7 separate regions of the Mus musculus genome follow, and regions 1, 2, 3, 5, 6 and 7 are each linked to region 4. The links are chromatin contacts, called in public Hi-C and HiChIP or PLAC-seq maps. All regions are on one chromosome and are shown on one strand. Each heading gives the region's core, a stretch centred on a gene start, on an enhancer-like site or on the middle of the called end of the contact. The rest is flanking DNA. Distances are from core to core; before and after follow the strand shown. Region 1 holds the start of Ubtf (upstream binding transcription factor, RNA polymerase I). Region 2 holds the start of Hrob (homologous recombination factor with OB-fold). Region 3 holds the start of Atxn7l3 (ataxin 7-like 3). Region 4 holds the start of Ccdc43 (coiled-coil domain containing 43). Region 5 holds the start of Acbd4 (acyl-Coenzyme A binding domain containing 4). Region 6 overlaps Nmt1 (N-myristoyltransferase 1). Region 7 holds the start of Fmnl1 (formin-like 1).

The links. A called contact is a pair of places that touch in the nucleus more often than the background predicts. HiChIP or PLAC-seq counts read pairs in DNA pulled down with a chosen protein or histone mark.
Region 1: a contact with region 4 is called in an H3K4me3 HiChIP or PLAC-seq map of bone marrow-derived macrophages, with 2.9 times the contacts expected there. The contact joins the promoter of Ubtf here to the promoter of Ccdc43 in region 4. A contact is called at or near these places in 5 of 39 promoter capture datasets (the HPC-7 cell line, cranial neural crest, hippocampal neurons and 2 more) and 4 of 115 datasets of contacts at active chromatin or transcription factors (bone marrow-derived macrophages, embryonic stem cells and pancreatic cancer cells).
Region 2: a contact with region 4 is called in an H3K4me3 HiChIP or PLAC-seq map of bone marrow-derived macrophages, with 4 times the contacts expected there. The contact joins the promoter of Hrob here to the promoter of Ccdc43 in region 4. A contact is called at or near these places in 1 of 39 promoter capture datasets (hippocampal neurons), 1 of 115 datasets of contacts at active chromatin or transcription factors (bone marrow-derived macrophages) and 1 of 9 other capture datasets (adipose tissue).
Region 3: a contact with region 4 is called in an HNF4G HiChIP or PLAC-seq map of pancreatic cancer cells. The contact joins the promoter of Atxn7l3 here to the promoter of Ccdc43 in region 4. A contact is called at or near these places in 1 of 484 Hi-C or Micro-C datasets (natural killer cells), 10 of 115 datasets of contacts at active chromatin or transcription factors (the SCID.adh cell line, bone marrow-derived macrophages, embryonic forebrain and 5 more) and 1 of 9 other capture datasets (adipose tissue).
Region 5: a Hi-C map of CD8 T cells shows a contact between it and region 4, with 6 times the contacts expected there. The contact joins the promoter of Acbd4 here to the promoter of Ccdc43 in region 4. A contact is called at or near these places in 1 of 484 Hi-C or Micro-C datasets (CD8 T cells) and 4 of 115 datasets of contacts at active chromatin or transcription factors (embryonic stem cells, memory CD8 T cells and pancreatic cancer cells).
Region 6: a FOXA1 HiChIP or PLAC-seq map of pancreatic cancer cells shows a contact between it and region 4. The contact joins the enhancer-like site here to the promoter of Ccdc43 in region 4. A contact is called at or near these places in 1 of 484 Hi-C or Micro-C datasets (cerebellum), 4 of 115 datasets of contacts at active chromatin or transcription factors (the SCID.adh cell line, embryonic stem cells, pancreatic cancer cells and 1 more) and 2 of 9 other capture datasets (adipose tissue and liver).
Region 7: a contact with region 4 is called in a FOXA1 HiChIP or PLAC-seq map of pancreatic cancer cells. The contact joins the promoter of Fmnl1 here to the promoter of Ccdc43 in region 4. A contact is called at or near these places in 3 of 115 datasets of contacts at active chromatin or transcription factors (embryonic stem cells and pancreatic cancer cells).

What each region holds. Positions count from the first base shown.
Region 1 is chr11:102,317,671-102,320,740 of GRCm38.p6, reverse strand. Ubtf (upstream binding transcription factor, RNA polymerase I) reads left to right here and starts at 1,645. Exons shown (of 21, transcript NM_011551.7): 1 at 1,645-1,893.
Region 2 is chr11:102,247,278-102,250,255 of GRCm38.p6, reverse strand. Hrob (homologous recombination factor with OB-fold) reads right to left here and starts at 1,374. Exons shown (of 10, transcript NM_153544.3): 1 at 1,164-1,374. The coding sequence starts at 1,166.
Region 3 is chr11:102,295,094-102,297,894 of GRCm38.p6, reverse strand. Atxn7l3 (ataxin 7-like 3) reads left to right here and starts at 1,266. Exons shown (of 13, transcript NM_001098837.1): 1 at 1,266-1,492. Gm33851 (cyclin-dependent kinase 13-like) reads right to left here and starts at 1,506. Exons shown (of 2, transcript XM_030246466.1): 1 at 718-1,506; 2 at 1-271. The coding sequence starts at 1,130. The coding sequence ends at 199.
Region 4 is chr11:102,696,273-102,699,240 of GRCm38.p6, reverse strand. It overlaps Ccdc43 (coiled-coil domain containing 43), which reads left to right and starts at 1,516. Exons shown (of 5, transcript NM_025918.3): 1 at 1,516-1,730. The coding sequence starts at 1,533. It overlaps Gm34392 (a long non-coding RNA gene), which reads right to left and starts at 1,462. Exons shown (of 2, transcript XR_389053.1): 1 at 1,401-1,462; 2 at 1,027-1,301.
Region 5 is chr11:103,100,252-103,103,309 of GRCm38.p6, reverse strand. It overlaps Acbd4 (acyl-Coenzyme A binding domain containing 4), which reads right to left and starts at 1,622. Exons shown (of 11, transcript NM_025988.2): 1 at 1,522-1,622; 2 at 214-628. Plcd3 (phospholipase C, delta 3) reads left to right here and starts at 1,652. Exons shown (of 15, transcript NM_152813.3): 1 at 1,652-1,930. The coding sequence starts at 1,780.
Region 6 is chr11:103,049,702-103,052,808 of GRCm38.p6, reverse strand. It overlaps Nmt1 (N-myristoyltransferase 1), which reads right to left. Exons shown (of 12, transcript NM_008707.4): 4 at 485-603. Among named protein-coding and RNA genes, the nearest start is that of Gm42090, 3.6 kb to the right of the region's middle. Within about 2 kb of position 1,353, at least 174 of the 459 cell types and tissues checked have an H3K27ac peak or open chromatin away from gene starts, as enhancers often do. A contact at or near this core is called in adipose tissue, embryonic stem cells and pancreatic cancer cells, where this site is marked.
Region 7 is chr11:103,169,359-103,172,393 of GRCm38.p6, reverse strand. Fmnl1 (formin-like 1) reads right to left here and starts at 1,256. Exons shown (of 26, transcript NM_001077698.1): 1 at 953-1,256. The coding sequence starts at 1,081. Gm51919 (a long non-coding RNA gene) reads left to right here and starts at 1,818. Exons shown (of 3, transcript XR_003949776.1): 1 at 1,818-2,240.

The DNA.
Region 1 (3,070 bases), core at 396-2,895, 380 kb after region 4:
TGTCCCGGGGAGTGATGACACAAACCAAGCGTGGGCCGACCTGGTGGAAACCAGCGTCCTTCACATTGCCTTCTGCCTCCCTACAACTAATCCTGATATCCCTTCAGCCCACTAGCAGGGGAGGTAAAGACCACTAGAACCGATGGCAGTGGGAGGTTAAAAAGCGGCACACGCCCAGGCCTTTTCTCCCCAGACTTGCTGGATGGTGGAATACGGGAGGTTAGATCTGTGGTTGCCGGGCTGCTCAAATCCTGCCTTAAACCGGGGTGCGGAGCTCTCTTGTGGGCTCCCCGTCGTCGCCGGGGTGGGGGGACAGCGCCCGCGGCCTGCTTTCTCAGGGCTGGCCAAGCCTTTTTGACAAGCTGATTGCGAGAAGGGGATTGGCTGATCCAGGCGTGACGCCGGTAACAACAAAGGTGGAGTTGGAAGAAATTAGATTAAAGGAAAGGAGGAGAAAAAAAAAAAATTAAAGGGGGAGCTTGCAGGCAACTGGAAGCAGAGACCGAGGGGGAGACGCACGAAGCTCCGTTCCCGGTTCCGACTTCCCCCTTCCAGCTCTTTCGCACAAACGCGCTGGGATTTTGCTCTAAACCCCTACCCCGGTCGCGGCCTAGTTACTGAAGCCCAGGGTAAAGGGATGGCCGTTCCGCTGCTTCTTGAAAAACCTCCCCAACTCCCACTGACACCCTACTACGACACAGGGGTGAACTTTTTGTTCTTAACTCCTCGGATCATACGGCCGGTGAAGATGGGGGACATCGAGAACAACCCAAGACTGGCTCTGAAATCCGGAAGGCCCTCGCCGGGCACCGAGACCCAAACGAGGCGGGGTACTTCCCGGGTATTTTCATACGTTGCAAACCTAGGAGGCTTTTTTTTTTCCCTTTTTCTTTTTTGTAACATTCCCCTTCGCCCCCATCCCGCTTTAGCTTCAGGGTTGCAAAAGCAAAGCAATAAAAAAAAAAAAAAAAAGAGAGAGAGAGAAAACCTGCGCACACAGACACACACCAGTGGCGACAGGGGAGAGTTGGAAAAACGCAGGAGAGGAGGAGGCAGGAGACAGCAAGGATGGAGCAATGGGAGAGGGAGCAGGCAGGATCCCTCACAGATCCCCCTCCGGCCTCAAGCTGCCTTGCCCGCCCCGACAGGAGAGCGAGGAGTCGGGCAAGCAGATGGAGTGGAGCTCGCTCTAGGCAGCTGGCTTGGCCGGAGACTGGAGGAGCCGCCAAGCGACCGGCTGATTGGAAGAGAAACGCAGAGCGATGGAGGCGGGGGTAGGAGGACGATTTCTCTGCGGGGACTGGCGGCGGCGTACACGCCCGGGTCGGGCGCTGCAGAGCTTGGCTAGCTTTCAACCCGCGCTCGGCGGCTCCAGCCCCGCGCACCCCCGCCCCCAGCCCTGCCGGAGGCCCCGCAGGTGAGTGGGAGCTGGGAGCCAAAAAAGAGCTAAATGTCGAAAAACATCTGCCTTGGAAAAAAAAAAAAAAGCAAAAAACATTTTTTTTTTTTTTTTTTACTATTCCTTTTTTTAAAATTTCGTGCAGCCCCCGAGCGGTGGGAGGGAAGGGGTGAGGCTGAGCCGCCCGGAGGAGGCGGAGGGGCCAGGCGAGGCCGGGGCGGCCCGGGAGGCGGCGGCGCCAAGGCGGCTCTGACGGGCGAGCGCTCGGAGCGGCGCTGCGCTGCGCTGCGCCGAGGCGGGCGGGCGGGCGGGCGGAGCGGGGCGGGCGGAGCGCGGCGCGTGGGGCTCGCCATTAGCCGTCGCTCCGCTTCGCCATCTCGGGCTTTGTCTGGAGACTCGCTGCCCGGGCGCCGGCAGCTGCGGAGCTGCGGCTCGGCTCTTCCGCTTGCCGTGCTGCCTGGCGCCCCCGGCCCTCACTAGCACCCACTTGCTCGGTAAGTAAGCCTCGGTGCCGCGGATTTCGGGGGAAAGGGGTTGCTCTCTGGCGGCGCCAATCTCCGTCCTCCACGCGCCCGGGAAGGCCTGGATAGCCATGCCGGGCTGGATTGAACCGGCTCCCAGAGTGACTCTTCCGCTGGGGTCGGCAGCTCCTGGCCGATTCCCGGGTGTGAGGAGGGACGGGAGAGGTTTTTGTTGTTTAGGGGACTAAGAATATATATTTTAAGTTTCACGGGTGTTCTGCGGAGCATAAGGGAACCGAGAGGTAGGCGCCGAAACCTCGCACCGCGATCCGGGAGCGTGAGTCCCAAGCCGGTAGCCACGCTCCGGGGACCAGGGTGGTCGCTAGCCCGCTCCCGGAGGCGGGAGAGAGGAGCAGATGAGGACTAGGCCGGGAAACCGAGCTTAAGCTGGGAGAGCCTGGAAGAGAGCTCCAGAGCAGGGTTGCCGGCACCCGCGAGGCTCGCCGGCCACCCTCTCCACCGCCGCACCTCGGCCCTCCCTTCCTCCCGCGCCGGCCAAGCCTGCTAGTTCCCCCGCGGGGCTGGCGAGGTCGCTTTAGCCGCCCGCTTGCTCGCCCGCCTCGGCTCGCAGCCCCGCCGCCATCCGGGCGGCTGCGTGTCTTCCCTGTCCCGGCCCCCCCCTTCCCCGGCGGCAGCAACAGCAGCAGCCGCCGCCGCCACTACCACCACCCCCCTCCCCTCCTTCCTTGCCTCCGCCTCGGCCGCCCGGGTCCCCCCAGCGCCCGCCCCTCCTCCCAGCTGCCCCCCGCGGAGCCCGCCCGGGCAGGCTGTGGGAGGGAGCGGAGCCGGCGAGGCGGGCGGGCTGGCGCTCGCTCCCCGGGGGTCGGTGTGCGCTCTACGGGGAAGGACGCGCTCGCTGCCCCGCTTCTCCCGCCCCCCCTCCCGCTCCTCCTCCTCCCTTCTCCCTCCTCCCCGCTCCGGCGGCGGAGGCTGCTGCGGCGGCGGGGGGTGTGCGAGCTGAGGCCGGGGCCGGCGGGCGGGCGGGCGGGCTGCCTGCAGGCGGAGGGCGCTGTGCTTTGTGCTTTTCGCCGCGAGGAGCAGCAGGCAGCAGCCACAGCCGCCGCCGCCACAGCAGCAGCAGCAGCCGCCGCCCCAGCGCCGCCGCCGCGCCCGGAGGAGGAGCCGCTGCCGCCGCGGGAGGGAGTTGCGG
Region 2 (2,978 bases), core at 125-2,624, 450 kb after region 4:
ACATATATACATATAATGCACACACACAGTTTATCTGAACTACTCCTAGAAAGGGGAGATAGTAAAAGAGAGGCGACTGCTAAGGGAGACAAAGGCAGGGTCAGCATAAGGGTCTCAAGTAGCCCAAGTTGGCCTCAAGTCATTATTATGTTGATAAAGGTAATTTTCAAATCTTATATAAAAAAAATGATTGATTTAGTGGGGGTGGGGTACACTACTGCATGGGTGTGAAGGTGAAAAGAACTTGAGGGAGTCGGCTTCTTCCACCCTATGGGTCCTAGGGATGTAACTGAGGCATCAGAGACAACCACCTTTTACCTGCTCAGCCACTTCCCCAGCCCCTGACCTTGAACTCCTGACCCTTTCCTTTCCCAAAGGATGGGATTACTTGCCTACACCACCTCTGGAAACAGGCCTGAGTATTCTGCAACAGAATCTCAAAGGTTGGTCCAACACAAGAAAGGACCCTGCCTGAAACCCTTGTTTCTGAGGATCAAGCCAGTGATTTCTTTCTACAGAGGACCAAAGCCAAAGGCAAAGTTGCCAAGAGTGTGGACTGCCCCAGTCTACGGTTCTTCTTCCTGGACAGCAGACTCAGACGAGTGTCACACCCACAGCCTGGGTTTTTGGTGGGGGATTGAGGGCGTGTGGCATGGTAGCTGCTGCCTTTAATTCCCAGAACGCCTAAGGCAGAACTTTGAGTTCGAGGCCAGCCTAATCTACATACTGAGTTACAGGATAGCCAGGGGCAGAAAGCCTGTTTCAAGGACCCACCCTCCTCCCAAAAAAATAAAAACAGAGGAGGAGGCGGAGGAGGAGAGGAAGGGAAGGAGGGAGAGGAGAGTTGAATGTTAGTCACCCCAAGATCACGAGGTTGGGGGCAAAGATTCCAAAAGCCAGTGACGTTTGGGCTCGCAGGGATTGATGACTATTTTTCTGTCTGTCTGTAGGTCTGTATGTCCGGGGGAGGTACCTTTCACAAGGTCTCCTGCGCGTTGCGCGCCCTTCCTACCTAGCCCCCAGGTCTGCAGACTACACTCAGTCTCTACCAGGCAGATCCCGTCCTAGCAGACTAGCGAGCCCGGAGCCCAACCCGGAGTCCGGCTTCCCCGGGGCTGGAACGCCTCCTCCCCAGAGCCCGGGCGGCTTAGACGCGGCATTACCATAACGACAGGCCGTGGGCTCGGGCCGGCGGGTCGGCCCGGCCGTGTCAGACTCAAGGGTTCACCTCCAACTCGACCCAGACGTAGAGTAGGGAACTATGTCCGGTCGCATTCCCAGAGCAAGGTCCAAGAGAAGCGTCTTTAAGACCGCAGCGGAAACTGAGAGAGGGGCGCCTAAGAACGTGCACCCAGAGCGGCTTTCAAAGCCGCCGCCAAAACAATAGCTCCGCCCCCTTAAAGGGAAGGCACCAATTTTTATCCTGCCGACACAAAGTCCTTCTTCCTCGGGCCTTCCGCCGCAGCCTTAAAGGGAAAATCAAAGGTCTCTCGGTCGCCCCCAAGCGGTCCCTCTAGTCCAGCCGGCTGCCACGTTCTGGTTGAAAGGGAGCTTGGAGAAATCTTATACACTTTATTCTCCCTTCTTTTTTTTTTTTTTTTTTTTTTTTTTTTGTTGAGCACACTGGTGATTTGAGAGTGACTTCATCCTCACCAGAACGCAGCCGATCGTGTAGCCCAGGCTGCCCTCTAACTCACTTTGTAGCCGAAAATAACCTTAACTCCATATTGTTCTTCCTCTACCTCCCAAACGCTGGGGTGGCTGGTTTTATGTGGTGCTAGGGATGGAACCGGGGAGGGCGGCGGGGGGGGGGGGGGGGTTCACACTTTGTAGGCCAAGCTGATTGGTAGAGACAGGAAAAGGTAGAGAGCCTCATGCGCCATCATCCTCTGGTGAATGAGGAGGGATTGAACGATTTTGGGCCTTGCACGTGCTAAGCAAATGTTCAACACTAAGCTAATAATACGCCCAGCCCTAAAGAGTTTCTACGACAGAAAAATGTGTGCCTTCTTTGCATGTTAGAAAAATAGGCCTGAAAGCTGGGAGTGCATTCCAATGGTCAACATTGTACTAAGCGTCTTCAAGACTCTGGTCCCAGCTACCATACATACATACACTGCAGAAAAAACGAACAAACAAAAACATAAACAAAATTACTTTGGAGGCCATGCAGGGACTGGAAGGTAAGGCCTGGCTCAAGCATATAAGGCAAGTAAGACTGAATGAAGAGATCCGGGAAAGACAGGGTGTGTCTTTTCCTCAGAGCACAGTAGCCGTCTGAGCCATAGAAATATGACTAAATTGGTGGATTCTTCCTCAGAACAAGGCACATGTGTACAAACACATGATGCTTTGCACATAATTATAGGGGGGTTGTCTTCCTGAAGCCTCTAGTCAAGAACTCAGTCCCAGACAGGTGGTGGTGGCCCACGCCTTTAATCCCAGCACAGAAGGAGGCGGATTTCTGAGTTCAAGGCCAGCCTGGTCTACAGAGTTAGTTCCAGGAGAGCCAGGGGTACACAGAGAAACCCTGTCAAAAAAAAAAAAAAAAAAACCAAAAAAAAAACAAAAAACAAAACAAAAAAAAAACCCTCAGTCCCCTGGAATTCTAGGAAGCAAAATGGTATAGCAGTTAAACTGTAGATGCTGAAGTCTCGATAGCTGGGTCATAGGCTCTCAACTCTACCTCCTCTTTGCTATGTGAGCATGTGAGCTTGGTCAGGGTCATACCTGGAATCACATAGTACTCCAGGACTCTTGGCTGTTATCATTCCAGGTTAAACAAAATTAACAGTGCTGGGACCCTCCCCCTATACTGAGCTTGTCATCCTGCTCTGTCTGAGTCCTCTGATCTGCTTCCAGCCTACATCCCAGAACCCAGGTTTTCCATTTCTGAACTTATTCCTAGTCGGTCTGAGTTTCCACTGCTCTCAAACCCAGTCATTAAAGAGTTTAGCATACTTCTTGCTTCTCCCTCT
Region 3 (2,801 bases), core at 17-2,516, 400 kb after region 4:
TAATTTTATCTGAAGCTAGAGGCCTGGCACGCAAAAGTCTCGAGGCTGTAGACACGGCCACGTACATGTGAGCGCAGATCTAAACACCTTGGGTGGCTGAGAAAAGGACCTTTCCTCCCGAAGCTAAAGAGGCGAGAGATGGAGGGTAAGGCCACTCCCAGCGGAGCAGCTTTTAGTGTAGGCAGAGTCTGGCCAGTGCTAAGCAGTCTGTCTGAGAGGTGGAGGGTCCAGCGTGGGCTCCGGAAGCAGGAAAGGCGAGCAGGTGTGGGATCTAAATTAGGATAAGGGCGGGAGCGCGCTCGACTCAGAAGGGCGCAGCTTGCACTCCGCAGTGAACCTTCTCCCTTGGGTTCTTTTCGGTTCGGAGGCCTGGGGTGGCTGGTGACCCACTCCGAAACCCAGAGAACGAATGCAGACCAGCCCCTTTTAAGGTTGTTCCTTCCTGAGCGCCTAACTGCACCCCATTTCAAGCCCAGACTCTTCACACAACTGACTGTATGCCTCGCGGTCAAAGTGGGGGAGCGACCGGGGAGCAGAGCAGGGAACCCCGCGGGAAGGGCGGGGATGCCTGGGCCGGAAGGCGTCCCAGGCTCGGCTGGGAGCCGGCGCTCTCTTTCGACGCCACCCCGTTGCCTCCGCCCCCGAGCCGGCCGGGACGGCACCAAGTCTCCGCCCCTGGCGCACCGCGCACCTCACCTTGAACGCTGCCCCACCCACCTCGAGCCTATTGGGCCTCCCGGGCCGAGGACACTCCGCGATTGGCCGGACTCGTCTACGGAGGCCCCACCCATCTCCCCGCCCCAGGTCCCGTCCGCCGGTACTTTGGACGGCGGCGTGGCGCCCCTCCTCCCCTCCCGGTCCCCGCCCCCTGGAGCAAATGCTGCCGAGCTGCGGCCGCGGGGCAGATGCACGCGCTCGGGCCCTTCTAGCAGGCGCGAGCAGTCGCTGGGCGCGCGAAAGCGAAAGGAGGAAGAGGAAGGGAGGGCGAGGGCGGGGTGTTGAGGAGGGGCGGGAGGAGGAAGAGGAGGAGGTTGGAGCGCGCTCGCGCCTGGCCTCGCGCCCGCGCCGAGGGAGGGGGGAGAGGGGCGCGCGCGCGCACGCTCGCGTCCTCGCTCGCTCCATCCATCCATCCTCCGGTCGCGGCACGCGCGCGCGCTCCGGGCTCGCGCCGCACCCCCCGCCCGGGAGAGGCGGGCTGGAGTGGGGGGCGGGGGGAGGGGCGCGCGGACGGCGCGCGGACTGCGCGCGGGCGGGGTGAGGTGAGGAGGAGGAGGCGGCGACGGGACGAGAAGGGAGGGGAAGGGGCCATGGCCGCCCGGTGAGGCGGCGAGGCGGGGGGGCAGCCCGACCCCCCGGCCCCGGGCCCCGGGCCCCGGGGAGAGGCGAGGACGGACCGACGGACATGGGGCTCCGGAGCAGCCGCCGTCGCCGCCGCCGCCGGAGGACGCGGCCCTGAGAGGCCGCCGGGCCCCGGCGCGGCCCCCCGGGCGGGGTGAGTACAGAACAGGGACGGGGGAGGGGCCTGCGGGGGGCGGGGGGCGGGGCCCGAGGCGGGGCTTGGGCCCCCTCCCCCCAGGTCTGGGTCAGCGCCCCTTCCCCTCCCCCAGGGCCGACGCGGAAACGCCCGGCTTTCCCCGGCTTCCCGGCCGGGCCGGGGCCCCCCGGTCTCCCCCTGGCTGGGTCCTCCTTGGGCGGGGCAGGGCCGGCCGGGGAGGGGGCGCGGGGCCTTTGTTAGGGAGCCAGGCCCCAGCCCCCGGGACAATAGAGACACCCTCCCGGAATCCTCTCCCCGGCCCGTCCGGGATCTGGGCAGGCGGCGACCTAGTGGGGTCGGGACGCGTCCCACTCTGCTTACTCTCTGGGGGTCGGTCTGTCCCGGCCCGCCGCCGGCCTATGGGCGGCTCGGCTCTCCTCCCCCCAGTCGGTATGATGCAGCAGCAGTGCCGCAAGGACGGGAGAAGAGCCGCGACACGGCCTGCTCCCCTTCCCAGTGCCCCTGGCTCATTTGTCAGTCCCCACCCCACTCGAGGCCGGCAGCTTCTTAAACTCGTACCCACTCTTCAGTGGGGCCCCGAACTGTGGGCACTGTTTCTGAATCCTACGGTGGGGTTTTTGGACTTTGGGGCTCTTGGAGAGACTTCCGGGCTGGTCCTGAGGGAGGGAGGGTGCGATCTAAAAGAACAGGTAAGGGGAGTGCCCACTCGCGTGCGTACCACGGGGCTCTCCTCTGCTCACGTTCTTGGTGGCTGGAAATGCCCTTTGCCTGTAGGCTTCTCTGGGCTCTGTTCCTCTCGTAGAGTGGCAGGCTTATTTTAAGAGAAGACAGAGTGGGGTGAAGGTTGTAGGGTGTTAGGGCCATTCCTACTTCTGGTAGCAGTACCCCCCCAAGTGGACATCCTGGCTGAAAGCAGAGGTGACTATGACAGCCCTTAGGGAAACGGGGGTTGTCTTGAGGAGTCTGTGCAGTTCTTTGCCACACCCTGTGGGTTTGCTTTGAGGCCTTAGAGTTCCTTCTCCTCCCCCTGCTGCATTGCACCATGGGTATCAAAGAGGGGTTTGAGTTTTGGGTACCTGGGATGAGCTGCTGCCTCCTATAGACCTAGAGTCTGATTGGCAAGGCAGTACAGTTCAGGGCCTGAGCTTAGGCCTGGGAAGGACTAGGCCACCTCTGGTTCTCAGGCCCTGAAGGACCATCTAGACCTAGTGAACGGGGCCTTGGGGAGGGAGACACACTGATGCCAGGATTAAGCCCTGGGCTTGGAGGTGGGGAGGGGAGGTGGCAGTCTCTGGAGGTGTCTTGG
Region 4 (2,968 bases), core at 267-2,766:
TCAGGCACATCGGTATACAAACAAACATGCAGGCAAAACACCCATACACTTAGAATTATGTCACTAAAGTGTCGTTATTTCTATTATTTCTTTAAATACCTATTCCCATTGGACTGTTTGGTCCCATAGGGAACACAGATCTTTGAGCCACTCATCTTTGAATTGTCAGTCTGTAACAGTGTTGTGGTGAATGTATTCAGTAAGTATCCAGTGAAGCAAGCAGTCAGAGTAAAGGCCCCTGCACAGCCTCCTCCTCCTCCTCCTCTGTAGTTTGAGTCTAGCCCACCTCAGGCCAGAGCTGGCATTCTGCTGGTAGAGTTCTGTCCCCTCTTAGGTTCTCTCTCATGGTGTGTCATTTCCTTACCCATATATATATATGTCATTGATGTTTTGCCTGCATGTTTGTCTGTGTGAGGGTGCCAGATCCCCTGAACTGGGTCCCTGGAAGAGCAGCCAGTGCTCTTATCAGCTGAGCCATCGCTCCAGTTTCCTTATCTTTTAATCGAACATAAAGGCATCTCCTCGCTGGGTTGTTGGGAAGATGGCAACAGATACTTCATGGGAACCTCTTAGCACCGTCCCTGGCAGAGGACAGAACTTGTTTCTTGGGTTGGCTGTCATGTGTCTACAGTCATTTGGGAAGAGGGGAATTTAGAGAACGACCTCCTATAAGATTGGCCTGTGGGACATTGTCTTGATTAGTGATTGTTGTGGGAGAGCCCAACTTATTGTGGCTGGTGCCACCCCTGGGCAGGTGTCTCCTAGATGGTGGAAGAAAGCAATCTGAGCAAGGCAAGAGGAGCAAGCCATTAAACAGCAATCTTCCAAGGCTCCTGCTTCCAGGTTCGAGCCTTGAGTTCCTGTGACTTCCCCTTAGTAATGGGGCGTGACCTGAGAGTGGAAGCTGAAATAAACCTTTTCTCTCCTAGTTGCTTTGGCCATGGTGTCTTATCTCAACAGAAACTCTAAGACAGTCCTCAAAGGTATACCTGTGGAAACACGGAAGCAATAATTAAAAGCAATGACTCCGAGGCTGCATGTTTAACTGTTGAGAACCTGCTATGTGTCTCTGTACAGAAATGAGTCAGAGAACGTTTTCTGAAATTTGGGTTTTCAGGGAAGGCGGCTTGGAATGGCAGTGAAGGTGGTATTCCGGAACACAAGACTCAGTGGGGCATCCTGGCTTCACATTCCACAAGAACCTGCCGGGCGCAGAGCAGAACTGCTGGAATCCGTGGTGAGCAGTCCTCTGAGCTCTCTGTCACGTGTCTGACAATGACACTGAATCCGATCGTTGCCAACTATAACGAACCGGTTCAAAACTCACCTGCCGGTGTTCCTGGGTGCCCATGCGACCACGCTTACACCGAGAAGCGCTAGCTGCGAGGACATAAAGATACCTCAAACCGCGGATCACAGCCCGGCGCGCAGGGGTGGAGGATCCCTCTCCGGGCATGCGCGCTGGCCCAGTGGCGCGGCCCGACAGGCACTGCGGTAGGCACCCTCGGGTCCGGCAGGACCCTGTCCCCAGCATGGCGGCGCCCAGCGAAGTGGCCGCGGCAGTCCTCGGTGAAGGCGATGGCGGGGCTTTTGGATCCTGGCTTGACGGACGGTTGGAGGCGCTGGGAGTGGACCGAGCCGTTTACGCCGCTTACATCCTTGGCGTCCTACAGGAGGAGGAGGAGGAAGAGAAGCTGGACGCCCTGCAGGGTATCCTCTCTGCTTTCCTGGTGAGTAGAGTAGTCGGGACACATCCTATCAACCTCACGGAGAAATCTGGGAACCTCTTTCGTTACTTCACATCTCTCTTTCCTTTTGCTGTCACGAAGGCTTAGTGGTTTTACCGGAAAGAAGCATAACTGAGGGAGAAGTGGGCTGCTGCTCCCTCGCCAGATTTTGGGTTGCAGGTGTACAGAGAGGATGGGATCCCCATATTCCGGGCAACAAGGCTCCCTGGGTGCCTTTGGATGTGCTAGAGAGTATCCTGAAGCCATTAAGATGTGTAAATGGCAGTTCGATCATAAACGTCTAATAGTTCCATTTCTATGGTTTGCGATGTTTAGAGTGGGGAGTAAAATGTTTTTGAGATGTCTGCCCATTAGCGGGTAGTCTCAGGGCTGTCCCATGACAAAAGCCTGTGGGAAGTTCCCTTTTGGCTCCAATTTCAGTAGAGTCCTCAATTGGTAAGGTAATGGAGATCTTTTCACGATAAGCAACCTTGGGAAATTCAGTAATTATTAATGTGTGTTGGGTGGGGCGGTACCCTGTGATGAAGACAAACTGGAAACAGATAAGGTATTTGTATGGAATGGTGGCTGGTGCACATCTTTAGTCCTAGCACTCAGGAGGCTGATCTCTGTGATTTTCAAGGCCATCGTGGTCTACACAGAGAAACCCTTTTTTGTTGAAAAAACAAAACAACCAAAAAGAAGCAGGTTCGTGGGTGGGGCACAAACCTTTAATCCCAGCTCTCAGGAGGCAGAGACTGGCCTTTGTGGTCTACGCAGTGAGTTCCTGGACAGCCGGGGCACAGAGAAACCCTGTCTCAAATACTCAAATGCAGATTCGTCACAGTATGCTGTGATGTGATGCGTGATTATAATCCCAGCCCTGCAGAGGTCAGCAAGTGGGTGGCCAACTTTGGGCTTGCCAAGTGAGACCCTGGCAAACCAGACCAAGGAGACTCACTAATTTAGAAATTTGTAATTTAAAGCTGTATTTATGTATCAGAGGCGATCAAGACACCCACTTTTCTAATCTGATATTTGTGCGGTGTTCATCCCTCCCCGTTCCACTCCCAACAGAAACAGTTAGATTATATGCATAGATTAGATTCCCTACCTCTCTTGCCCTGAGATTGTCCTGTAGAGACTTCCTTTTTAATATAATTGAGTTGGGGGCTGGAAAGATGGCTCAGTAGTTGAGAGCACTTGTTGCTCTTACATAGGACCTGAGTTCCATTTCCAGA
Region 5 (3,058 bases), core at 373-2,872, 400 kb before region 4:
GGGGAGGCAGGTGGCAAGGGTCTCAGAGCCACGTACGTCCCCGGATGCACCTCTCTAGACACCCATTTCCAATTCCTGAACAGGCGAATCAGCGAACGAGGAGGAGTCAGGATGGGACGAACAGCCTTCAACCCTGGCTCCCCGCGCCCCAGCCTCTCACTCACCCCTAGGCGCCCACTGCCAGGACACCAGGGTCCTCTTCTCATCACTCACCAGAGGCTTCCGATTGACCTCTTGTTCCAGAGGGGCAGGGATAGGGCGGGATACAGAGCTAGGAGAAAAGCCAACCAGAGGCACCGTTTCGTATTGGTCTTTTATACCCTAACCAGTAAGGAAGGCTCTTTCAAGATTATGCAAATAATGCTATCCTGCCTCGCCCAGCCAGGCGGGGCTAATTTATGGGTGGCACTCCGCACCGCGCGACAGCCCGAGGCGGGCTGCAGCGCCTCCCGGTGGACACACTGATGGTCGCAGAGTCCTCGCGCCCCCTGGTGGAAACCCACGGGAGTGGGTTGATTGATGCGGGCTCCGCCTGTCCGAGGCACCTCGACTCAGCTCTTGGAACACGTCTACGCTGGCAATAGAGGAGAGTCCTGGAGCCCGGCGTTCCGCAGAAAGGACACTGGAGCTGAGTTTTGGAAAAAGTAAGAGTGAACCAGAAAAATAACAACAAAAAAAAGGAACACTCCTGGAAGGAATCAAGAGATCAAGCAGAGGCGAAGGTTTGACAAATAGTAAGCAAATTTAAGATCGCAGTGGTGATGGGGACTTAAGCTAGTATGAAGAATTGTCGGGACTTGGATAAATGAGGAAAGAATACAGCGGGACAAGTAGATGGAGATTCTAGGACCCGAAACTCGCTACTTTTAGCGTGGGAAGCCTGGCTGTAGGTCGCGTCCAAGTGACAATATTCGACCAGCTCGCTGCCCCTATCCAAAGCTCGTGCTTGAAAGCCACATGCACACTCCACCCTTTCGCATTCACAAGGGTACGTCTAACACTACACCGGCACCCGTACAAGGAGGTTTTCCTTGGCTGACGTCATCAACACCTTGGCAGAGTGTTGTGCAGATCCCTTGACCAAGGATGGAGTGTCGCTCTGGGGTACCAAGCTTCTGGAACTCTAAACTTAGTCTCATCTTAGTCTTCAGATCGGTTGGCCGCAAGGCATCCACCTTTGAGGACTGGCTATTGGCCCCGAGCCCGGAGATTAATTCATGACGTCACTGCCCGAGCCTCTCGTCCCCATTCCTGCGCAGCTCTGCTTCAGAATTCTATGGGTTTCCTCCGTACTAGGACCCTGTGGCCCGGGACGATCTCCTATAGATCTGTCCCTTGTCTGGCTCCCTAAGGGACCCGGCTAAGGTGGATGGACTAGGGTCCTGAGTTCCCAGAAAAAATGTGTCTGCGCCGGAGGACAAACCTATCCCTCCGGGAAATTCAATTCCCTTCAACAGGGACTCTGGCCAATGGTAGAAAGGAGATCCGGGGACCTCTAAGGAAATGGAAAGACCGACTCACTAGTAGGGGCGAACGCGTAGACACCAGGGCGCGCAGCTCCAGGCCTGGGGTCCCGCAGGCGCCTCGCACCGCCTAAGTTCGGCCTCGCTCCGCCCACCTCCACCTCGTCCCTCCCTCTCTCCCTCCTCCCGAGGTCTCCTCCTCCTGACTCCTAGGGCGCCGCTAAGTTTCTTAGCTCCGGACCGCGCCGCGGGCTGTGTTCCCGTTGCCCGGTTCTCACGCACAGATCCCGGGCCTGGCCCTGGGCCCTTCGAGACCATGCTGTGCGGTGGCTGGAAAAGGAGTCGCCGCTCGCCGGAGGAATCCCGGGTGTCCGCCCAGGTCGCAGCGCCCCTCGCGTTCCCGCCCTCGCCCGCGTCGTCGGACAGCAGCACCAAAAGGCCTGGGCTACGGGCACTGAAGAAGATGGGTCAGTGACACACAAGGATGGGTCCGGGTGGGCGCGCACTGTCTCTAGGGACAACCTGGACGGAGCGGGGTGTACGGGCCACCTGGTTTGCCAGGGTGCTTGGAATTGGGGAGGATCTGACCAGGAGCACCAGCACTGTTCCAGTTGGGGTTCACACCTGGGGTCATCAGACTTCCAGGCTGTTTTAGAAGGCTTGGATGCCCCCGGTGCATTCTCACCGGGAGGCGCTCGCGGGGCCGTGCTGGGGTGAGAATTTGGGACTCGGGGCATGGATAGGGTTGCTGGAGAGTGAGGAGAATGGACTGAGAGATAAAGCTTGGAGTTAGGTTGGGGATGTAGCTCAATCGGTAGAGCTCTTAGCTCTGGGTTAGATCCCCAGTATCACAACGACTTACTGTTGTTAATCTCCCAGCACTGGCGAGGTGTCAGTAGGAGGATCAGGAGTTCAAGGTCATTCTCTGCTACAAAGTAAAGTGTGTGTGTGTGTGTGTGTGTGTGTGTGTATGAGTCTGGGGTCTATGAGACTCTGTTTCAAAAAAAAAAAAAAAAATACAATGCCAGGCAGTGGTGGCGCGCGCCTTTAATCCCAGCACTCGGGAGGCAGAGGCACGCGCACGCGGAGGTACGTACATTCATCTCCCAAGTGCTACTTGAGGTCTGTGGGCATCTTACAGCACCTGCTGTTCTTGATCCTGAGGGGCTGTTTACAGATGGCCTCTGCGAGATTCTAGACACCCAAGCCAGCCCTGTAACCCTCAGGTCTTCTCTGCCAGCAGTAACAAAGCCCTGGCAAGACCCGGGGCAATGGTGCGAAACAGTCCAGCTTCCTATTTCAGAGGTGAGAGGGAAGTCACTAGTCTTCAAGGAGCCCTCGAGTCGGCTCAATACCGCTGTGGTTTGCAGGTGTGGTGCTAAGCTCACCTTCCTGAGGTAGGTGTCCTGCACCCCATTTCACAGAGGAGGAAACTGACTCAGACATCAAAGAATCTAGTCGGGGCCACTCAGACTGTGTGCCATCCCAACCTACACGCTCAGAGTCTCGGCAAAATGGGACTCCCTGGGCTTGAACAAGGAGCATTTTATAAACTGTGAAGTGCAGGAAACTGAAGTGGTTTCTCAGGACTGTCA
Region 6 (3,107 bases), core at 104-2,603, 350 kb before region 4:
AGACATGAACCATTATTAAAAATGCACAAGGTGCTGGGTCGCCACTGAGGAAAGGCGTGGAGGGCAGGACCCTCAGCAGCCCAGGTCACAAGTCAAGCAAGGTACGGACAAGAAGCCAGGCAGTGTGTCAAATGCCTCTAATCCAGCATTTAGGAGGGAGAGGCAGGTGGTCTCTGTGTTCGAGGCCAGCCTAGTCTACATAGTGAGTTCCAGGATAGCCAGTTACGTAAGAGAGAGACAACTTGCCCCCAATACAAAACAAAATAAAAGAAAACCAATGACAAGCAAAATAAATAAACAAAATAAGAAAAAAAAATAAGGTTCCACAATAGGAACTTCAGAAGTCAACTTTCACCCTTACACCTATGACATGCTCTTACTGTAGAGTCTGGGCATGCCCAGGAAGTACTGGATGGGGTTTGTTCAGCTCTCTGAGGCTCATCTCCTAAGAGTCCTGTCCCACCCACAAGCCAGGCCTACTCACCACACCACGGTCTCCCAGATCCAAGGCATCCCAGGTGAAGCCCTGGGGCAGGGTGTAGGGCTCCTGGCGAATGTTGTCTTTGTCAGGTTCGACTGGACCATGGGTGTTTACCACTTCACCTAGAAGAAGAGCACAGCAAGTCTATTGTCTGCCCACAGCGTGCGTGAAGGGGCTCACTGAACACACTCACTGGAAGGCTATCGAGGAGGTTCAGGTGGTAGAGTGGCTGCTTTGCCTGTGTGTGTCATACCTAGTACTACATAACCCAGCAGAGTGGTACAAGCCTCTAACTCCAACACTCAGGAGAGGCAGAGGGACCAGAGCTTTCAAAGTTACCTTCCACTGCACAGTGAGTGTAAGGCCAGTCTGGGCAACACAGATCCTGTCCCAGAAAGAAACAATTATATCAGAGTAAATTCCTCCGGTCCCTAGGAGCCCTGCAGCTGACGAACACTCTACGCTCTGTAACTGCAATCTCTCTCCAGTCTTTGGTCCCTAGTAAGGGCGAGCGCACAGCAAAACCTCAGAGTAATCTCTAGGATCCAAGGTGCCTCATCTTTGGAAATCCTTTAACTCTCGGGCAGGCTCCTGAATGACAAACACCCATCACAGCTAATTTAGCTTCCGGTCTCCTGGTTGGTGTAGGGTGTCGTCATGTTCCAGCCCAGACACTCTTCCCTGACTAGAGATCTGTAAGGTTGCATAAGCCTGCCTCTGTGTCAAGACCAACAACAGTGCACTGGCCTCACTCCTCAGTCAGATGATTGCTCTAGCAGCCAGGGTCTCTCAGCCTTCCAGCGTCAGCCTCTAGGCCTGTGGGCCAGCTAACTGCCAGGTCGGGGCATCAGAGCTCTGAGCCCTCCAGATGCCTTTGGGTTGACTCACCCTCCTGCATGATGCAGCCGGGAAGTCTCCCTCTCACCCAACCCTCCTCTGTGGGGAGCTCGGAAGCCGAGATGAAGGCAGGAACTGAAACCAGACGGGGCTGGAGAGGAAAGCCAGACACGCAAGCTCTCCCTCTTAATAGGTTTTGTTTATTTTGGTTTGCCCATCTTTTTTTTTTTTAAAGATTTATTTATTATTATATGTAAGTACACTGTAGCTGTCTTCAGACACACCAGAAGAGGGAGTCAGATCTTGTTACGGATGGTTGTGAGCCACCATGTAGTTGCTGGGATTTGAACTCTGGACCTTCGGAAGAGCATTCGGTGCTTTTACCCACTGAGCCATCTCACCAGCCCTGCCCATCTTTTTTTTTTTTTTAAAAACAGGAGAATACTAAGTAGCTAAGGCTGGCCTTGTGCTCATGGCACTCCTCCTGTCTCAGCTTCCCAATGCTGCATTACAGGTATGTAGCCCTCCAAGTACTTTTAAGCAACTTCCAATTGTCCTCAGACATTTAACTTCTGTGTTGGAGGGGGCACACTCAGTAGAACAGCCTCGCACTCGTGAGGTGGAAGGCAGGTTCTGAGCCTTAGTGGGACGGGACTGAGGGGAGAGAGAGCCTCTCCACAACAGGATAAGGAAAGAGGGCAGCTAGACAGAATAGATCTGAAGAGAGGCTGAAGGTTTGCTCAGGTCACATAACAGTCACACAGACCGAAGCTTCTGACACTGAATTGTAACCTCGGGTATGTAAGTCAAAGTGTGGGGGTGTCAGGAAAATTCAGCAATAGTAAAACCAAACACAAACTGAAAATTAAATATGTACGGAATCTGAGGTAGTTCAGGCAGTGTCACGTGACCTCACACGGGCACGCTGTACTCACTGTGAGTGCCAACATGCGATGAAACATCAAGGAACCTGCCTTAGATCCCTACTTGGATGGTGACTGGAAGACAGCTCGGTGGCTAAGAGCAGGGCTGTTCTTCAGTTCCCTTCAGTTGCCAGCACCCATGCCAGCTGGCTCATAACTGACCTGCAAGGCCGGCTCCAGGGGATGTGGTGCACGGTGCGGTGCCCTCTGCTAGCCTCTGAGGGAAAACACACACCTAACACAAGCAGGCACAGTCACAGAAACGTGTTTGCCTGCATATGCCCCATGTCTGGTGCCCATGGAGGTCAGCTGCAGGGGTCAGAGCCCTGGGACCGGAGTTATGGATGGATGGTTGCCAGCCACCACCTAGTGCTGGGAACTGCGCCCGGTCCTTCCACCAGAACAAGTGTTCTTAACCACTGAGTCTTTTCTCTTGGCCTCACATGATCACCCAACAAATTTTGTTTAACAAAGGCATATGCCAGGCCCACCTGGATTTAGTTTCTTTCTCTTAATTTGGTTTTTGGAGACAGGGTTTCACTGTGTAATAAATAGCCCTGGATGTCCTAGAACTCACTCTACAGACCAGGCTGGCCTCAAAACTCAGAGATGCCTCTGCTGCCTGAATGCTGGGATCAAAGGCACGTGCCACCACACCTGGCTATTTTCACTTTATAAGTGGTTACCCATAATGACACAGACCACTTAAGTCAGGAAACGCCTGTTATGTTCGCTTCTCACCTCCATAGACAAATGCTGTTGGACACAGCTGTCTTTTTACTTCCTGGTATTTGACTTGGCTCTGCCCTCCTAACCCACAAAGTACTGCAAATGTTGCACTATTTCTTGAGGAGAACAGTAACACT
Region 7 (3,035 bases), core at 7-2,506, 470 kb before region 4:
CAGGGATGCCTAACAGGGATGCCACTGGGCAGCCACCTACAGAAGACAGCAGGAAAGAGTGCTGGGGTGAAGAGGAGGAAGTGAAAAAGACTGGCCTTTCCCCTCCCCTACTTCTGCCTCCCAATGCCTGCACAGCCCACCCTATCAGAAACACTTTGAACCACTTAACTCCATGCTCAGAGTTGATGAGTTGATGGCTCCCTCCCAGAGGCCCAGACTTCAGCTGCTACTCCATCCTAACCCACCCTTGCCTGCCCCAGTTTCCCAAGCAAGTGACAGCCAAGAGGGAGGGGAGCCTTCCAGATTTCTGTTCCACTCCAAGCCAGAATGACCAGCCTATCCTGGCCCCACCCTTCCTAAGCTTACTCCTTTCAGTGGTTGGGGGTGGTCCATGATGAGGGAATGACTGCAAACACCCATTCCGGGACATGGTGGGGGTGATAAATACAAGTGGAGGGTCTAAGAGTCCAACTCCTACGCCAGACACCAGAACAACCCAGGACTGAAGGCTCCACTAGGTCTACAGCTTCCAGAAGGTTAAATTATAACCCCTTTCCTCTTTGACCCTGAGACGCAGAAGGGCAAAGCGCTCCAGACTTGCACCCAGCCGCTGGGCCTGCGTGCAGTGGAAAAGTGGGCGCCAGCCCCCTCCCACCTGGGGCGCGTTTGGAACTCAACCTTATGAGACATTTTTGACACCTTTAGAACTAGGAGCATAGGAAGGGGGTCGATGGGGGGGTCTCTTAAGAAAGCTTCCTGGAGGGGGCTAAAGAAAGTTTCTTGGGGGGGGGGGTGCCAAGTCACTCTGAAAGATGACAGTGTTACTCCTACCCCTCTGGAGGGACAGCAGGTGGACCAGGGATCTCCAAGCCGCACCTGAGTCCCAAGAGGCGGGGACGCATGCGGAGCCCCTGTCATCCCTGGCTCCTGGTGCGCATCAGGTCACACTCACCAAGACCCGCGTGAACCTCTCCTCCAGCTCCCCGGCCGCCGGCATTGGTTGCTTGGGGACGGCTGGCTGCTTCGGGGGCGACGCGGTGGGGCCCGCGGGCTGTTCGGCGCTGCCAGCCGCGTTGCCCATGGTGGTCCCCACCCAGCCGGCCAGGCGCCTCCAGCCTCGGAGATCCAGTTTTCCCTGGGGGTCGCGGACTAGGCTCCGGGAGCCTGGAAGCGAAGGGCAGCGCTGTGTGGCGAGGCTTGGCTAGGTGGCTCTCGGCTCAGCGGCGTGCAGGGGCCGGGGCGCGGCGTCCCATCGCGGCGGCCCCGTCCGAGGGAGCGGGCGGCGACCGAGGCTCGGGGAGGAAGTAGGGTTGCAGGCGGCCGGGGCCAGAGGGCTGGGCCGGGGGCAGGAAGCTGCGGCGCGGGCTCCCCCCTCGGCGATTTTCGAACTTCTGCTGCCGCTCCCGGTGCGCGCAAACCGCAGTTCTCCGCCGCGCACCCGGCCCCAGGGGGGCGGGCTGCAGGGAGGGGGCGGGCGCGGGCGACGGCCGGGGGTCCTCCGCAGCCATGGCGCGCCGGCTGGGGGCTGCCGAGCAGTGCACCTGCGGCGGAGGGGGCGGCCGCCGATGCACCTGCCCGAGCCGGAGCCGACCCAGGCGAGGCCGAGAACACAGCGGCGCGCTCGCCCGGCGCCTCCGGGTCCTAGAACCGCAGCTCTCCACCCTAAGCCCGGCAGTAGGGGGGTCCCTAGGCCCGAGCCTGGAGGAGGCAGACCCCCGGGCGGAAGATTGTCCAACCAATCCGCGCGCGCCTTAGAAACCTAAGGTGGCGCTGAGGTGCGGTTGGTGGGCGTAATTGCTGCTGGGGGTCCCCCTTTGGGGTCCCCAACTAAGAAGATGGGAACCCCCTTCCAGGCCCCCCACCTCTGTGTCTCTCCTCCGTTGGGCCCAGAGATGATCTGAGGACCAGAGGGAATTATCTGCAAACAGGTTGGAGGACAATGACATAGGTCAATTGAGACCTGACCAGATGTGACTGTGCCAGCATCTTCAGCAGTTTTAGACTGGGGGCACTCGTGGAAAAATGAGGTTGGCGAACCTGGAGATCACTGTGGTGGTGCCAAGGAGAAGTAGGGCACTAAGAAGGGTTAAAGGCAGCTGCTAGGCTGGGGGAGGAACAGGCACCTCAGATGGGTGGAAAATCTTGACACTGTCACCATGAGGGACCTAGGCTGGCTGAAGAATGACAATCTTGGCTATCTGATAGTTACAGAAAGATTTCTGTGATAGTGACCAGCAAAGGTAGGTATGGATGTCCTTGTTTCTGTAACGGTAACAAGGGGCCTTTCCGTAGCTGTAGCAAGGGGTCTTGTCCAAGGCCACACAGATAATTAGGGCAGAAACGAGCCTCTCTGTTCATATCCAAAAATCTATAGCCTCGGACTCTTCTTATTTAGGGTAGGAGAGTGGAGAAGGGGTAGGCCTTCATAACCGGGGCTCGAACTCCATCCTGAATTAACACCTCTAATTCTCCCACTTAATCTGTGGGGCTCTTGAGTCAGCCCCTCCCTGTTCTGCCAGTCCATGGGGTGAGGTGCCCTACACTGAGGGAGCCTTGAACTTTCTCTGTGCCAGCCCAGGGGCTCTAAATGGCTACTCTAGGTCATTCCCACCTCTCTAGTTCATACTCAAAGCCACTGACAAAGGATTCAGCAGGAACTGGGAAATTAATTATCTAATTATGAGGAAAACCAGACACAAACCTGCACGCTCCCCAGCTTGACCTGATTAAAGCCTTCCTCCTGCCAAGTTCACCATCGCCCCTGTCACCATGGGAGAGATAGTCTCATTTCATGTCCTGAGCAAGGACTTCCAGGGTGGGTGGAAACAGGGTCTCCTGGAGCCTATAGGAAGGGTACCTGCCCTATGCCTACCTCCATCTTCCTTAGCCTTGACCTTGGGCCTTGCCTGAGATTAGTAGTTGAGAGATTTTTGTTTATTTATTAAAGACTGTACTTCCTGATTCTTCCATAGCTGTCTCTTTCAATTCATCAACAAATGTTTCCTTCGAGCCCCAGCTGTGTGCCCAGCTGTCTG